Regions from separate parts of the Sus scrofa genome. Here region 2 is linked to region 1. A link is a contact called in public Hi-C data. All regions are on one chromosome and are shown on one strand. The core of a region is the stretch at or near the end of the contact, and the rest is flanking DNA. Distances in the headings are between cores, read along the strand shown.

What was found. Hi-C and Micro-C count contacts between places; a contact is called where the count stands out from the background.
Region 2: a contact with region 1 is called in a Hi-C map of skeletal muscle, with 5 times the contacts expected there. The contact joins the promoter of LOC100514469 here to the promoter of LOC100514656 in region 1. A contact is called at or near these places in 4 of 47 Hi-C or Micro-C datasets (embryonic fibroblasts, heart right ventricle, liver and 1 more).

Annotation. Positions count from the first base shown.
Region 1 is chr6:62,414,146-62,420,397 of Sscrofa11.1, forward strand. It overlaps LOC100514656 (zinc finger protein 551), which reads right to left and starts at 2,955. Exons shown (of 5, transcript XM_021095151.1): 1 at 2,668-2,955.
Region 2 is chr6:62,453,264-62,459,407 of Sscrofa11.1, forward strand. LOC100514469 (zinc finger protein 850-like) reads right to left here and starts at 3,294. Exons shown (of 2, transcript XM_005664917.3): 1 at 3,069-3,294.

The DNA.
Region 1 (6,252 bases), core at 1,705-4,204:
GGCCGGTGGCTACAGCTCTGATTCGACCCCTAGCCTGGGAACCTCCATATGCTGCGGAAGAGGCCCAAGAAATGGCAAAAAAAAAAGTAAATAAATAAATAAATAAATAAAAAGTACAAACTTCCATTTACAAAATAAATAAGCCGCAGGGATATAATGATCAGAATAGGGAATATAGTCAATAATATTGTTTTAACTTTGCATAGTGACAGATGGAAACAAGACTTAACGTAGTCATAATTTCATAATGTATAAAAATATCTATTTATTATACTGTACAACTGAAACTAATATAAGTCAATTAAACTTGGGAGGGGGGGGGAGTTTCCACTATGGCACAGCAGGCCATTGCCGAAGCTGCGGCTTAGATTTGATCCCTGGCCCCGGAAGTTTCAGATGCCACAGGTGCAGCCACAGGATCAATTCTGAATCCTCTGCTTCACTCTCATTGTTACAGACTGAATGTTTACGTTCCCCCCAAACTCACAGCTGACAGACTGCCTCCCAAGCTCATGGTATTACAAACTGGTGGGAAGAAACGTGGATCAGATGTGGTCATGACGGTAAACTCCACATGAATGGAATTATGCAGGCTTATAAATGTAAAAAGCTTGTTCCTTTCTCCACCAGGTAAGGACACAGTGAGCAGACGGTGTCTATGAACCAGGAAGCAGGCTCACAGGAAACACATGATGTAACCATGTAGTCCTAATCTTGGGACTTCTAGCTTCCAGAACTGTAAGAAATAAACTTCTGGTGGGTTTGGGTCTTCTTCTTGTTGTTTTTTGTTTTGTCTTTTTATTTTTTTGGATTTTTTTTTTTTTTTTTTTTTTTGCCTTTTCTAGGGCCACTCCCATGGCATATGGAGGTTCCCAGGCTAGGGGTCGAATCGGAGCTACAGCCACCGGCCTATGGAAGAGCCACATCAACTCGGGATCCGAGGCACGTCTTCGACCTACACCACAGCTCACGGCAACGTCGGATCCCTAACCCAGTGAGCGAGGCCAAGGATCAACCCACAACCTCATCATTCCTAGTCGGATCTGTTAACCACTGAGCCACAATGGGAACTCCTGTTTTGTCTTTTTAGGACCACACCCATAGCACGTGGAAGTTCGAAGCCTAGGGGTCAAATCGGAGCCGCAGCTGCTGGTGTACACCACAGCCACAGCAACGCCAGATCCGACCCATGTCTGCAACCTACACCAGAGCTCACGGTAACACTGGATCCTTAACCCACTGATCGAGGCCAAGGATCGATCCTGCATCCTCGTGGATATTAGTTGGGTTCTTAACCTGCTGAGCCACAACAGGAATTCCCTTCTGGTGTTTTTAAGTCACCTAGTTTATGGTATTTTATAATGGGAACACAAGCAGACCAAGACACTTTCCTTCCACAGTAGGAAATCTAGTTAACCCTTAACAGAAACACATCCAGAATGCAGCCACTTCTGAGCCACCACTCTGTCCCATGAGCCCTTAAGTGGACTACTGTAAAAACCTCCACCCCAGTTTTCCCTCCTCTTCCCTCAGCCTTACCATCTCTTCTCCACTCTGCAACCCGATGGAGCCTGTTGAGACCTAGGTAAGATCATTCCCCTCCTCTGATCTAAACTTCCCATCAACTCCAGAATGGATACGCAACTTCTCAGGCTGCCATTCCAGTTCTGAGTCACGTCCTCCTGCTCCTTTGCTCTTACAAGAAAGAAGACCTTAATGATTCCAGCTGAGCTTTACCTCTGAGCATTTTTCCCTCCCTGGTACTGGGATAAACTTTCCACACTTGTCTACATCAGGTGCCAGAAATGGAAATACCTCCATATAATCCTTGGTACTGACCCGAGCCCCTGGGCTTGAGGTTTCTGCAGAGTCCCCAGATCGAAGGTCTAGAGGAATGAAATGTAAAAAATTCCAGGACACCATAATACAGAGAGTATGTGGGTGAGGGTAGGGAACAGTAAGAGCAGGAAACACCCAACACATACCTATGCAGGTTCCATAAGCACTTCCGCAGCCACGTTTTGAGAGACAGATGACGGATAGTGACAACCATATATTCACACCGCGTTTCAACGGCCTCAGGCCCCTGGGTACCCATGCCTGGCCCGTGAGCCTAGTGAACTAGGGCTGGATGTCTACCTCCTGTGCCTCCATGTCTCACCTTACCAGCTCTGGGTACCTAAACAAAGATCCAACCTCCTGTGCCCCAACGTCTTCATTCCCCTCCTTCAGTCTGTTCCTCCGTTACAGAACCTTTGGAAAACTTAAAAACTTACTGCAGTTCGCGTGCTTCCTTGGTTTAAAAATTCTCCATAGCTCTCAAGAGTCCTGGGAACATAAGTAGTACCCTCAGCCGGCTAGTCCAGGCGAGACTCCGCCTCAAACTTTTCCCCAGCCGGGCACAGCGGACCCCAGGTTTTCCGAGTTCTCACGGCTCAGTCCCAACTCCGAGCCTTGGCACATGCTGGTTCCTGGGCCCGTAACCCTCTCGCACATCTAATCACACTCCCGGTAGTGAAGTTAAACAGGAAAACTCAAGGGTTACATTTATTCGCAGCCGCTGTCAGAAACGCCGAACCGTCCTGGACACCGAGGCCTTGGCTGCGGGAACGAGAACACTCGGGGCTTTAGCGTTTCCTGGGGTGAGGGCCGGCAGGACACGCTTACCTGAACCGGGTCCATCGGCGCGGCCGCCGCCATCCAGGCCTGTGGACGGAACGGGGCAGGAAGAGGGCCGGCGGTCCTTAAACCGGCCCGGGTGCGTATCATCTCGCGCGACGCCGCGGCCGAGCCTCACACTCGCCTTTGTGCAGCTGGAACAAAGACGCCTCTGACCCTTCCTCGGTCCTGTGCTGGCCGCCCCGACTCAGCGCTCCCGAACTTCTGTAGGGATGAACACACCCGAGCAGCCAAAATGACCGCCCGGAGGAGGACGCCGGAAGTCCCGCCCACGCGAGTGACACGCACGGAATCGCCTCTATTCTGAGCCTTCATTGGCTCAGTGAGGCTGCCGATCGACGCCGAGCACTCTGGGCCACGTAGTTCTCACGCCAGGGCTACGGCGCTCCCACAGGGCCACTATGCAATAATCTTGGACCCGCGAGAGGCGCTGGGAAATGGAGTCTCCCGGGCCCAGGATTTAGAAGGGGAAATTGTCCATTCTTAAAGGCGCAGAGTTCAGTTTTCTGAGGGACTGTTGTGCTGCCTGCAGATGTTCAACCTTGTTTGAGAGGTTTAGTTCACACTCTGTGAAGTTCATCGTGCTCCCTGAGACCAAACATATCTTTTTGGATGCTCCAGAGGACACACATCCAAACGCACATATCATACCTAGTGATTGAGAAACAATATGTGGCCATTGGTAGGAGAAGCTAATGAAGACTTCATAGTAGGAGGTATGACACGGGTATGAGATTAAGAAATACAAACTACTGTTCTTAACAAACCAAAATTGGGTTGGAACACCTGACTCAGCAAATCCAATCTATCATGGTGAAGACACCGAGTAAGGGCAGCCAATTAAGCCAACCGTGCTCTTTTCTCTATGAGGCCCCGGTGTGCAAAGGCTGCAAAAAACAGCCTCCTTGGTAGTGTATTCAGCCTGTTGCCTGTACAGGTTGCCCTAAGGGATCTTGGGGACAGCCCTTTCCAATGGACATTCATGACTGGCATGCTGTCCCAATCTAGGCTCCAGACAGGCATGCACAGTGCCTTTGGAAAGCCCCAGGGCACGGTGGCCAGAGTCCACATTGGCCAAGTCATAATGTCCATCCACATCAAGCTGCAGCATAAGGAGCATGTGATTGAGGCACTGTGCAGAGCCAAGTTCAAGTTCCCTGGCCACCAAAAGATCCACATCTCTAAGGAGTGGGTATTTACTAAGCCAATGCAGATGAATTTGAAAATATGGTGGCAGAAAATCTCTGTGGGGTCAAATACATCCCTAATCGCAGCCCCCCGGGGCAAATTCCAGGCCCTGCACTCATGAGATCCTTGGTGGCATTGTCCCCTCCTTAACGCTCAACAATAAATCCTACTTTCCTATAAAAAAAAAAAAAAGACACCGAGTAAGGAGACTAGGCAGCTCATACTCAAAAGACATGAACTCGGAGTTCCCTTCAAGTTGCCACGAAACAAATATGACCAATATTCATGAGCATGCAGTTTCCATCCCTGGCCTCAATCAGTGGGTTAAGGATCTAGCGTTGCTTTGAGCTATAGTGTAGGTCGTCACCGCGGCTTGGATCTGGCATTGCTGTGGCTGTAGTGTAGGCCACTGGCTACAGTTCCAATTCAACCCCTAGCCTGGGAACCTCCATGTACTGTGGGTTTGGCCCTAAAACGGAAAAAAAAAAAAAAATCAAAAGACTTGAACTCCCCAGAGTGGCTTTCAAGGAAGGATTTTCTTCCTTCCTTCCTTTTTCTTTTTTCTTTCTTTCTTTCTTTTTTTTTTTTTTGGCCACACCCTCATCATCCTGGACCATGGATCAAACCTGCACCACAGTAGTGAATTAAGCTACAGCATTGACAACAGCAGACCCTTAATCCCGCTGCAGCAGCACAAGCCACAAGGGAACTCCTCAAGAGACGATTTTTAAAGACCAGGTGGCAGGATGGGTGATCAGCTTGTGCAAAATTCTCTGATTGATGATGAGATAACAGGATGATACTTTGAGATTCTCAACTATCAGTTTTCTGACTCCAGTCTGGGGTATAAATGCTAGTTATCTGCATGCAGCTTTTTTTTTTCCTCCTCTCTCTCTTTGTAGGGCAGCACCTGTTGTAGGAATCTCATACAGAGACAGGACACCAAGGCTTTTTGCCAGGGAACAGGGTTTATTTGTGCCCACACTGGCTCAGTTGGATTCACATCCAAAGGCTGAGTCCTGAACACAGTGGGGTTCTGTCTGATATACCCTCTGTTATTTTTTCTTTGACACTTTGGTTCCTTTGTCCCCCTTATAAGGTAACATGCATTCTGTAAATTCTGGTTGGATGGTCTATGCTACAGAGTTGCACATGGACAGTGATTATGTCTTGCTGCTGCAGAGTTACGCATGCAGACACAGACGCTGGTTATGTCACATTTCCTTCCCTTTGTTCTGGGAGGGCCCTTACCGCACACCCATGGCATATGGAAGTTCCCAGGCCAGGGGTCGAATTGGAGTGGCAGCTGTTGGCCCATGCCACAGCCACAGCAACCGAGATCTGAGCTGTGTGTTTGACCTGTGCCAAAGCTTGCAGGAATGCCAGACCCTCAACCCACTAGGAGAGGCAAGGGATTGAACTCTCTAGTTCTCATGGACACTAGCTGGGTTCATTACAGCTAAGCTGCAACAGAAACTCCCAGCATGCACCTTTAGCATCTGCAACAATTAAAGGATATGGCTGAGGCTTTGAGGAAGAACTAAATGTCTTTAGCTTTGAAAAGAAATGTCTTTAGCTTTGTCTTTGGCCAAAACTATTACTAAGTTGTCTTACTGCTTTCTTTTGCTTCTGCATTTTCTCACTTGTGCCTTTTTGCTCTTTGGAACTGGGAGAAGACCTAGGAGGCTAATGCTTCTCTATAAAAAGTCAGGGGACAAAGCAGTTGGAGGTGTCCGTCCTTGGGAAGGCCCCACAGGGTCTTGCTCTGTTTCACTATTAATAAAATAGTGACATTCCTTTGGGGTGCAGTGAGTTAAGGATTTGGTGTTATCACTAGAGGCTGGGGTCACTGCTGTAGCTGGAATTTGATCATTGGCCCAGGAACTTCCCCATCCTGCGGGTGTAGCCAAAAAGAAAAAAAATAAAATAGATCAGCAACTAGGATAAATCGTACAGCACAGGGAAATATAGCCATTGTGTGTAATGCCAGAGCCTTAACTCACTGTGCCACAAGGAAACCTCTATAACAACTGTAAATGCAGTATACTCTATAAAAGTATTGAATCACTGTTCTACATGTGAAACTAATGTGATATTGTAAAACAACCATACTGAAATAAAAATCAGTAAATAATAAAAATAAACATTTCCATGTTTCAAATGAAATCTATACACTTTGAAGTGTTAGAGTCAGTTTTTTGAAGGTCTTTTTTTTTTTTTTTTTTTTTTTTTGGTCTATTCTAGGGCCACACCCGTGGCATATGGAGGTTCCCAGGCCAGGGGTCTAAGCAGAACTGTAGCCGCCGGCCTACGCCACAGCCATAGCAATGCAGGATCCGAGCCAAGTCTGTGACCTTTCACAACTCACAGTAATGCCGAATCCTT
Region 2 (6,144 bases), core at 2,044-4,543, 39 kb after region 1:
CCAGGGCCAGGGAGAGGCCCGAGTGCTGCTTTGAAGGCCTCCCCACCTGCTTCTGACCCTTGCTTCAATATTAGCCACTCAGAACCACATGTGGATTACAGACACTCATGACTCTCTTCTACATTTGTGACGTAACATCTGCCCCTCAACAGTCACAACCCCGCGTTCTCTACTCAACCTTCCTTAAAACCCCAGCCCTTACAGTCTCCCTGCCAGGCACAAGGACTCTCACAAATGGCATTCACCCCAGTCCTTACCCACCAGCAAGACCAAAACACCCAGATCTTATCCAGGCTCACTGCGCAACTCTGGTGAACCTGGACTGCAGTGAATTAGCAGGAGCCCTGGTCCCAGTATGAACTTGGCTGAATTACTTCTCTGTCTCCCAAGCCACACCTTGCACCCCCTCATCTCGTGGATACCTTGGCCACCTGCCAGACCATTCCAGGCTGCCCCTCCCCTCACCTGTGCTCGTTATACTCAGGAATGTCAACCAGGTGTAAAGGAAGCGAGCCACTATTCAACACGCACCCTAGTCTTTCTGACCTGCTAACAGCATTACAACTAGAACCTGCACTCCATTTTAGAAATGTCATCCACAGATTCACTGGTCCTTACAAGAGCCACTACTTTTGAAAGTCTCCATCCTTAGCCCTTCAACAGATGTGTCCAGCTGTCCATCTGACGCCTCCACTCACTGTACTCTGAAACATTTCAGACCCAAAACCAGGCCAAAACAAGACTTCTGAGATTCCTCAGGAAAGAAACCTACCAACAGCTGCTACCTCCCATTTGATGAAGGATACATCCCTTCACCTGCTAGAACCCAAACCACCAGAGTCATTCCTAATCTCTACCTCTGTATTCTCTCTGCAGTTCAGAGAATCCCTCAATTGCAACATCCACTATCCACTTGCATCTTCTTCTTTTTAAAGAAACATGAAATGTATTTATCTATTTTTGGCCATGGCATGTATCAGCTTGATTTAGGATCTCTGCTCCCAGACCAGGGACTGAACCCCAGCCACAGAGATGAAAGTGCTCTGTCTTAACCACTAGACCACCAGGGAACTCCCTTGGCCCTTCTATTAAAAGAAGAAGGGAGAAGTTCCCGTCATGCCTCAGTGGTTAACAAATCCAACTAGGAACCATGAAGTTGAGGGTTCGATCCCTGGCCTCAATCAGGGGGTTAAGGATCCAGTGTTGCTGTGGCTGTGGTGTGGGCCGGCAGCTACAGCTCCGATTAGATCCCTAGCCTGGGAACCTCCATATGCTGCGGGTGCGGCCCTAAAAAAAAAAAAGACAAAAAATAAATAAATAAAATAAGAGGTATGTAGAGTTGGGAGTTCCCTGGTGGCTCAGTGGGTTAAGGATCTGGTGTTGCCAATACTGCTGCTCAGGTTACTGCTGTGGTATGCATTTGATCCCTGGCCTGGGAAATTCCACATGCCACAGGTACGGCCAAAAAAATAAAATAAAATAAAACATACCTAGAATCCAAACTTGTCTCCCACCTACATGGCCACAGTTCTGGTCCTTCAGCACTCTTCTCGATTATAGCAGTAGCCTGCTCTTGGGCTCCTGGCCCCATTTCTTCTTTCTTTCTTTTTCTTTTTCTTTTTTTGCATTATAGGGCCCATCTGTGGCACAAAGAAGTTCCCAGGCTAGAGTCCCACTGGGAGCTACAGCTACCGGCCTAGGCCACAGCCACAGCAACACCAGATCCAAGCCACATCTGCAACCTATACCACAGCTCATGGTAATGCTGGATCCTTAACCCACTGAGAAAGGCCAGGGATCGAACCCACATCCTCATGGATCCTAGCCGGGTTCCTTAACCACTGAGACATGAAGAGAACGTCTTCTTCTTTTTTTTTTTTTTTTTTTTTGGTCTTTTTAGGGCCGCTCCCACGGCATATAGAGGTTCAGGCTAGTTGTCTAATTGGAGCTATAGCCACCGGCCTATGCCACAGCCACAGCAACGTGGGATCCAAGCCTGTCTGTGACCTACACCACAGCTCATGGCAACGCCGGATCCTTAACCCCCTGAGCAAGGCCAGGGATGGAACCTGCAACCTCATGGTTCCTAGTCAGATTCATTAACCACTGCACCACGATGGGAACTCCACTAGTTGGATTCTTAACCCATTAAGCCAACAGAAACTCTCTCCTGCTTTTTGTTATTAAAAGCCACCTGCTGTACCATGTTTCCAGTTCAGCCACACCTCCAAGCATGTGTACGCTGGATCAGTTCCTGAGACAACCTGCTATGTCGGTTGATACTGGTTGTCGGGAATGGGAACACCTCTACTTACCCTTGTCCTGCACTCAGAGCTTGAGGATACCCTCAGGGCCCCCATATCCAAGAGCTAAGACTGTATCAAAGGAAGGGTCTCAAGACACCATAATACTCAGTGAGGCACTGGGTCACCCTCTCCTGCCTTTTTTAAGATCCCTAAGTGCTTTTTCAACCGTCAGAACCTGTGGGAAGGGGAAGGCAACCATGGCTGGGCTCCTTGGGTGCAGGACTTCCGTGTAATCCCATCCACCCCTGAAACCTGGTGACCACGGTTTAACTGACTAATCTCTTCAGAGCTGCCTCTTATCAGATCTCTGACTTTGAATAAGGACTCCAGCTCTCTGTGCCTCACTGTGCCTAATACGCACCCTCCAGGCCGCTCCGTTTCCCAGCAGCATTTTGGTAACTTTTAAAACCCTAACATGTAACGTGTCCTTCTTCTGACACTAACCTTCAAGGCCTCCAAGTCCCTCAGAAAAATAAACAGCCACTCCTCCTCACTCTGTTTCCTGCAGACATCAGATGGACCCCAGGTTTCCCGGATCCTCCCGTCCCAGTCGCACCTCCAAGCCTTTACACCGACCAGCCCCTTCCCCTGCAGCCTCTCCCACGCGCCATCACACCGCCTTCAGAAACCGGGCGGCACCCAAGACCGCCTCGCGGTTCTGGACACCGGGGCCTGGGCCGCAAGCACGGGAGCAGGCGCCCCGCACTCAGCCTTTAGTGTCTGGTAGGGGAGGGCGGGGAGGGCCTGAGGACGAGCGTTTACCTGAGACGGGTCCTTCAGCACCGCTGCCATCGGACCCTTGTGGGTGACACAGGCCAGTAGCGGCGGGCGAGGAGGCGGACGCGGGCACCCCGGCGGGGTCGCGGGGCCTCGGGGACAGCGCCTCCTCCTGAACCTTCTCCGTCAAGACACCTCCGTTCCGCTACCGCAGCGGAGCCAGAACATACCCAGAGTAGTTGGAATGGCGGCTTGAGCAGATGGGGCAGGAAGTCCCGCCCCTATGCGAGGAATCTGCCCGGAAATGCCTTACCCTAACCTTTCATTGGCTCCCCCAAGCGTAGGTCCTTCTGGGTAATGTAGTTCTCCTGGCTCTGGCGGTTCCCCACAAGAGGTGTTCGTTTATTTCTTTTTGTGGCGGCACCCAAGGCAAGCGGAAGTTCCCCGGCTAGGGATCGGAAACACGTCCACGTAGCGACTGAACCACAGAGTGACAACGCTGGATCCACTGCGCCGCAAGAGAACTCGGGGTGCGCTCTCTCTCTCTCTCTCTTTTTTTTTTTTTTTTTTTTTTTTTTGGTCTTTTGTCTTTTTAGGGCCGCACCCGCGGCGGCATGTGGAGGTTCCCAGGCTAGGGGTCTAATCGAAGCTACAGCTGCAGGCCTAAGATAGAGCCACAGCAGGCCAGATCCGATCTACACCACAGCTCACAGCAACGACGGATCCTTAACCCACTGAGCGAGGGCAGGGATCGAACCTGCAACCTCATGGTTCCTAGTTGGATTCGTTTCCACTGTGCCCTGCGCCTTTTTTTTTTTTAATTTTTACTGCCACAGTGGAGGCATGTGGAAAGTCCCAGGCCAAGGATTGAATCTAAGCCAAAGTTGCAACCTATGCTGCAGCTGCAGCAACACCAGATCTTTTAATCCTCTGTGCCTGGCTGGGGGATCTAAACCATGGCTCTGCAGACCTGGGCTGCTGCAGTCAGATTCTTATACCCACTAACTCACAGCAGGAACTCTCAGGAGTCCTTAACCCACCAGAAATTTTTCCATGTGGCACCTGTAAGGATGTAAGAATTAGAATGCAACCATCCCATTTCAAACAAGGGAGAGGATCTGTCTCTTGTTAAGTGCAACAAAGAGACATAATTTCAGAATTCGTGAAGCTCAGTCACTTCCCAGAGGATAAAAATATTATTGGAAGTTCCCTCCTGGCTGGCTGGTTAAAGATCCTGTGTTGCCACAATTCTGGTGCGGGTCTTACCAGCTGCTCAGGTTTGATCCCTGGCCCTGGGAACTTCCACATGCCCTGGATCCAGCCAAAAATAAAAATTAAAAATTTAAAAATTAAAAAGAAACAAAACTGACTAATGTCCAGGTTCAAGCCCTGGCCTCACTCAGTGGGTTAAGGATCCAGCATTGCTGTGGCTGTGGTGTAGGCCAGCAGCTGTATTTCCGATTCGAACCCTGGCCTGGGAAATTCCATATGCCATGGGTGAGGCCCTAAAAAGCAAAAAAAAGTGTGGGGGGGTGCTTGTTAGGTTGAGTAAATTGGCCTACTAAATTAGCTTGTCTTTGACACTCCAAGGAGAAAGTTCATAGCCGCACTGAGCTCTGCTGGAGTAAAAACATAAGATGATCGTATCAGTCACTCCTGAGAGCAAGGACACCTCACTAACTGCATATGCACAGAAAGATGGCTAGAGCTCAAAAAGATCCTGATTGCAAGTACCTCCCCCGCTTCAGCAAAATCACATACATACTAACAGTCCCACCCACCTCAGTGGAGAGGTTTTTCAGAGCTTTATGAAATGATGCCTCCTGGGCCATATTCCTTATTTTGCCCCAAATAAAACTTACAACTCGGAGTTCCCGTTGTGGCGCAGTGGTTAACAAATCCAACTAGGAACCATGAGGTTGCGGGTTCGGTCCCTGCCCTTGCTCAGTGGGTTAAGGATCCGGCGTTGCCGTGAGCTGTAGTGTAGGTTGCAGACGCGACTCGGATCCCGCGTTGCTGTGGCTCTGGTGTAGGCTGGCGGCTACAGCTCCAATTCGACTCCTAGCCTCGGAACCTCCATATGCTGCGGCAGCGGCCCAAAGAAATAGCAAAAAGACAAAAAGACAAAAAAAAAAAAAAAGTTCCATAGGAGTTCCCTTGTGGTGCAGCAGATTAAGGACCCTGTGTTGTCACTAAGGTGGCTGGGGTCATTGCTGTGGGGAAGGTTCAATCCCTGGCCCAGGAACTTTTGGATGTGGCCAAAAATGAATTAATTAAAAAAGAACTTTGGAGGAGTTCCCGTCGTGGCTCAGTGGTTAATGAATCCGACTAGGAACCATGAGGTTGGGGTTGGATCCCTGGCCTTGCTCAAGTGGGTTAAGGATCTGGCGTTGCTGTGGGTGTGGCCTTAAAAAGACAAAAAATAAAAAAAGGATTCGCCTATAGCCTGAAATACACAGGATAGCCTAGTATCAGGGGTCTGACCTTTAAGAGTAAAATAGATTTCCATTCATATTGAGATAAAAAGCTGCAGAACAGAGAATAACGTTTGTCTTGTTGGAGGTTTACAGGAACATTGTGACTTGACTTCCAGACCTTCATGGACAGCTGCAAGAATAAAGGAATTCTAAACAAAGAAATTTGCAAAAAAAACCCCACCCATCTCCCTTTTTAAAATAAAAGACGGGAGTTCCCATCATGGTGCAGCGGAAATGAATCCAACAGGAACCATGAGGTTTTGGGTTTGATCCCTGGCCTTGCTCAGTGCGTCAAAGATCTGGCGTTGCCATGAGCTGTAGTGTAGGTCACAGATGCGGCTTGGATCTGGCCTTGCTATGGCTGGGGTGTAGGCTGGCAGCTGTAACTTCAATTAGACCCCTAGCCTGGGAACGTCCATAGCCGTGGATGTGACCCTAAAAAGTGAATTAAAAAAAAAAAAAAAAAAAAAGATGCCGACTGCCGACTGGTGCGATGGTTCTCTAGAGCATTAGTCTGACATCTTCTTGATCAGCTGGCTTTCCAAATAAAGATGCAATTTCTTCTTTCAACTACTCATTTCTTGATTTACTGGCCTGTCATGCAGCAAGCAGAATGCATTTGGACTTGATAATAGTTATCTAAA